Regions from separate parts of the Arachis hypogaea genome. Here region 2 is linked to region 1. A link is a contact called in public Hi-C data. All regions are on one chromosome and are shown on one strand. Each heading gives the region's core, a stretch centred on a gene start, on an enhancer-like site or on the middle of the called end of the contact. The rest is flanking DNA. Distances are from core to core; before and after follow the strand shown. Region 1 holds the start of LOC112783773 (NADH-cytochrome b5 reductase-like protein). Region 2 holds the start of LOC112784876 (glyoxylase I 4).

Evidence for each region. A called contact is a pair of places that touch in the nucleus more often than the background predicts.
Region 2: a Hi-C map of leaf shows a contact between it and region 1, with 4 times the contacts expected there. The contact joins the promoter of LOC112784876 here to the promoter of LOC112783773 in region 1. A contact is called at or near these places in 2 of 8 Hi-C or Micro-C datasets (both in leaf).

The regions. Positions count from the first base shown.
Region 1 is chr20:9,061,954-9,064,843 of arahy.Tifrunner.gnm2.J5K5, forward strand. LOC112783773 (NADH-cytochrome b5 reductase-like protein) reads left to right here and starts at 1,534. Exons shown (of 13, transcript XM_025826840.2): 1 at 1,534-1,814; 2 at 2,068-2,110; 3 at 2,317-2,392; 4 at 2,495-2,554; 5 at 2,654-2,704. The coding sequence starts at 1,623.
Region 2 is chr20:9,197,908-9,200,740 of arahy.Tifrunner.gnm2.J5K5, forward strand. LOC112784876 (glyoxylase I 4) reads right to left here and starts at 1,394. Exons shown (of 3, transcript XM_025828211.3): 1 at 1,175-1,394; 2 at 982-1,087; 3 at 470-904. The coding sequence starts at 1,326. The coding sequence ends at 656.

The DNA.
Region 1 (2,890 bases), core at 284-2,783:
CCATGTATTCTATATGAGTGATTGATTCACGAATTAATTTTTTATATACACATGACGTAACAGTATTTTAAATAGCCTATGTTAAGTCTATTAATTAAAATGGTTCAAGCAGTCCAATAAATATATAATCTCAAATAAAATCATTTAAGAGAAAAGACTTTTAAGCTCATTTAAGATAGTATTGGTTTAACTTTTAAAAAAATATTTTAAAAATTATTTTCCAGTTTTTTAAAAAAAAATATTGAATAATTTTCTTAGTAAACTTTCAAATTTTCAAAAAGGAAAACTAAGTAGTTAGCTTTCTAAGTCAACAAAAAAGGGTTAGGTTTTTGAAACTTATCTACATAAGTCCAACGAGCATTTCTCATTTATTTTTTTGATTTTATAAGATTGAAGAAGAGGTTTCACCTGAGACTTATCAGCAAGAATTGAGAATTTGAGATGAATATCAGCTTGTATATTTATTATCATTTTGAAAAGTTTTTTCATCCGATGAAAATGATGTCCAAGTGGGTCATTAACCTACCAAAAAAATCAACTTAAAAATAAGTTAAAATCATGCCTGAATTGACAAGGAGTTGTTAGGAATCATATGGAAGATACCAAATATCATCAATATATCAATATCGAATTTTTTAATGTAGTACAGGTTGAGATGTTGAACAATTTTCTTTCAAATTTACACATACCTTTTTTTATGTAAAATATTATACTCTCCTCATGATCATACAAATCACTTCATATATTAATATAAGTCTAAATACATCTAAATTTTATGTTAGATTTTAACGAATAATATACTAACAACTATAAAAAAAAAAAAATAGTCGAGTCAAATATAATTAACAAATACATAATCGATTATAATTACAGATTCTCTTCCTTCTTAAGTAATAGTCTCAGTCTAAATATTGAATATGAAAAAATCAGTGAAGTGTTGGGAGAGCCATGTCTATTATGCAATATCAAATGTTCAACTATAATTGTCACTAAGTAAAAACCAACACATAGTTTTTGTTTTTTTTTTTTTGTTTTTATAAAAGTCAAATAAAATAATTTTTCTTACATAAGTAGAAGATAACCAAGAAACTACATGATTGTGGTTTTGTACTTCATTATTTGGTCTTTTAATCAAGAGATTAGGAGTTTAAATTTTACTTTATTTAATCTAAAGTGGTTGGTCAATAGATTACTGCATATAAAGACAAGACAAAATTCATACATTTTCAGTTTGATAGGCCAAAGACTAATTCGTCGCGAATTAGAATTCCATTTAAAGGTTTGTCGCTGGCCAATGGGTTGCTATATGCATAAGATGGAATTCGAATCCCGACACTTATTTAAGCAGATGAGTGAACTGACCAACATGGTTAATTTTTTACCTTTTATACTGAAAAAAAAAAAAAACAATTTCCAATCAAAGCCCGTGTTTGATTTTTGTTTTGGCAAGGTTGAAGCCCACGAGACAAAAAAAGAGAATCGAGGCCCACGTTCTGGAATCTGAAGCAGGTTGCTGTAAGAGAAGCTAAAGTGAGTGAGTGACAGTGTTAAACCCTTCTCACTCCTCCAAGAATCTTGTTCCTTCCTTCATTCCTTCGATCTCCATTCTCCAATCTCTGAAAATGGAAGTTTTACTCAAGAGGTTCCTCAGGGCCACGCCTATCGCATTCGCCAATGCTTTCAATGCCCAATCCAAGTCCTCCTCCTCCTCCTCCTCTTACTCTTCCGCCAAATTCCGCCTACCATATGCTGCTGTCGCCGCCGGCGTCTCCGGCGGACTCTCCTGCTTCTACTTTCTCTCCTCTCCTAACCTTGTACGCTGCCTCTCGTTCTTAATTCTCATTTTGCTTTTATCATCTTCCCTTTGACTATTCTCTGATCCAATCCAATCATTTGGGAACCCCGTTTTTAGCTTCGCGTTCATTTGATTATTCGATCTATTGATTTACACTGTCATTTAAATAAAAATTATTATTGTTTCTTCTTTGATATGAGTTATGATCGTTTGCTTTATGCTCATCCTTAGTGATGAAAATGTTGGTAATAAAGTTGTGTTTATATTTGCAGGTTCATTCAGAGCAGGCTGAAGAAGGGGAAATAAAAAATATTGGTGAGTTTATATTTCCCTCTCTCCTTCACTTCCCAGCTTCAGAGAAAGTTTTAATCTGTAACTGTGCAGATCAATTGTTTTCGAAGATATTATTTCTTTACCATTTGATCTGAATTATCGTTTTAGGAGTGTACTGTGACTTTTGCTTCCCATCCAATGCATGAGAAATAAGATTCGGGGATATATTATTTTTTTTGTCTTTTCAGCACTTAATCCAGATAAATGGGTTGAATTTAAGTTGCAAGATACTGCCAGAGTCAGTCACAATACCCAGCTATTCAGGTATATGCGCTAACACTTCAACAGATGTGATAATATATCTATATAACTTCTCACCAAAATGTTTGTATTAATATGATTATGTCTCTTTCCTGTGTTTGACAGGTTTTCGTTTGATTCCTCTAAAAAGTTGGGTTTGGATATTGCTTCCTGCATTCTTACAAGGTTCCATAGATTGTTGATAATTTATTATTGCTATTGATATAAATAAAATTAGGTTTTGGCCATATACAATGTGTATTGAATGTATATTTATTACCACAGAGCTCCATTGGGACAGGATGCTGAAGGGAAACCGAAATATGTGATACGTCCGTAAGTTTCCTGCTGAGACAATAAGTGCATTTCATCCACAGATCTTTCTATATTGTGGCTCCTGATGATGTAGCATTCCGGACATGTTCAGTATAAAACATTCGCAATTTTTCTTATATTAAATATCAGTGCTTGAATTTTGTGTTTCATTTTCGTACTTATTTTTCTTTCTGCCACTGGTAGCCT
Region 2 (2,833 bases), core at 144-2,643, 140 kb after region 1:
TGGCGTGACCTGGCCTTCAAGATTTCTGGATTAATTTTGCTTTCTTCAGTTTCATTAATCAATATTCTTATTATTACTTATTACTTGATTTGAGCCTTTCTCTAATAGATTATCACAAAGAACCTGAAGCTGATGCTGAGGTATACAGTTTTCATTTTTGGTTTTCAATTTTTCATTATTGTTCAAGAACCTAATCCACTAATTCCTTTCAGATGACAAAAGAAAACTACTGTTTTGTGTTAATTAAGGGGACAAATTAAACCCACCGCACTAGTGTTGTTGATAAGTGATAACCATAGGATTACTATATTCATTGATCTTATCTTATATATTATTGCCATGCTTTGATTTCTGTTTCCAAATGAAAACTCAAAGCTTTGTCTTCTAATACGAATAAATTATTTTTTTAATAGAATTCATAAATGAATACCTTATCTGTTACCTGATGAGACAATCTGACAGATGTAAATCAGGATAAGAATTATATGTATATCTCCTTAGCTTGTTATAGCGAACACTGATCTTTTCTAAATTTGTTTTGTTTAACCCCAATTTCCTAGTTGAATTATTATGAGAAAAGAAAGAGAGAGAAGTTTTACTTTGACATTCATAATTTACAAATGATCACTTTTGTATGTACATTAATATAAGTTTGTCACTGTTGGTCCATTGTGAGAATTTGTTGCTGAAGATGGTGGTTTGGGATATTGCAATTGAAAGGAGAGCGAGAAGAGCACAATGGCACCACAGGGAGTTTGTCACAGTTGCAGATCTCAATCATCCATCCATCTGGGTCATGGAAGAATAGCTGATCAACATAGATCCCATTTTCCTCTACTATGTTCTTCACGTACTTCATCTTCATTTGCTTCAATCTTCTCTCCACTGCTGCTATGCTTTCACACTACAATAATACAATGCATAAGTATATTGTATATATATGTTTATATCAAGATAGAAATTATATATATATGTATATACTTGGAAAGAAATGTGGTTGTCCTTGGGATTAATCTGAAGAATCTTAGGCATGCCCTCTGGATCTTCTGATTGGAGAAGGTGTATGCCAATGCCATAATTGAATAACCTACACATACATACATAAACATCATCATCAAAAATCATAATCATGAGGCTCTTTGCATTAGAGAGTTGCATTGTTAATTAGACATGCCATGCACCGTTGAAGTCAAAGGAAGTAGGCCTCTTAATGGGGCAGAAGCCAAGAATATTGACGTAGAAATCAATAGATTTGTCCACTGATCCACACAGCAAGGAGATGTGATTCAATGACTTGAGTTGCAGAGGATTATTGTTATTGGCCATTGTAATCTCAAAGGTTAATGAAATTGAAAGGTGATGATGATGTAGCTTAGTGCCATTGGCGGCTATGCATGCCTTCTATTTATAGCAATAAATCAAAGTAACATTTTTCCTAGGCATGTCTTATAGAAGCTTCTCATCTTCTTCTTATTACAATTTACAATGTTGGATTTGGAGTGACACGTAGATTTGACGTTGGTGAATCAGACCACCATGGACAACGCTTATCTACCATCCGACACGTTAATATCTTTGACTTGTTAATTTGCTCCATCATATATGTATATGATCACCGTCATTATTACAAGTTCTAGGTCTCTTATTAATATAATTTTTAAATGATTTATGAATATAAAATTAGTTTTTAGAATTGAGTTAGATTTGTTTAATTTTAATTTAAATTACATGCTATGATATATAGATGCTAATATAGATACAAAATACGATGCAATATGTAATATATAGGCACATAAATTTTAAAGTTTTACGAAATACAAACACGTGTCATATATATAAAATTATAATAATATTTTAATATTTTATTGATATTAAAATATAAATTATTTTTTTAATTATTTTAATATTTTTTAATTGTATAAAATATTCAAAATACTTTTATGTTTTAATAAAGAGGAATGCTAAAAGGCTATAAAATTTATTGTTTTTAGTTATTATTAATCATCGATATTTAAAAGTATGGGATAAAGTATGTTGTTGGATTACTAACTAAAGAAATTATATTAAAAAAAATAAATTGATGCTTAAGTGATGATTAAAAATAACAAATTTTGATGACTATCTAGCATTTCTCTTCAATAAATACTATTCTTAAACTCATTTCAAGAATATATATTAAAAGTAAGGCTGGACACGCTCATACGTGATAGTAGTTAGGTCTGTCTAAGTATGTTTGGAGAAAAAAATTTTATCTTTTATTAAGACGCATTTGGACACAACAGACCTACGTGTCGAATGAGTATCAATGAGTCTCTGTTTTAAAATGTGATTGACCCGCAAACATGACAATTCAAGGAATTATTGTATTTCATAGCTAATATACATATCCTAAGAACACATAATAAAATTATTATTAGTGGAATGTTTTAAATTTTTTTAATTAATGTAAAATAAATATATTAAAATTTTAAATATTTTATATTTTTAATAAAAAATTTTAATTTGTAATATTAATATATATTCTTAGTTCAAGGTAAAAAATAGATACACTCTTAGACGATATATTATAAGTTTCAGATCTTTAAAAAATTTGATTCTGACAAAGAAATTACACCAAATCTCAAAGGACTAGAAGTGGTTTTTTATACTAGATGAAAATTTATTAAGATCAAGCATGCACTAAGGCTAAATAAAAAACTACAGTGAAAAAAATTTGACAGGAAAACTTAAAAGTTTCCTTTAAAATTTTGATTGGCCGAATAAAATAAAAAATTAAAAGCGGTTGACCAAATAAAATCAACAGCTAGAAAAACGAGTTTTAACTTTTAAGTGT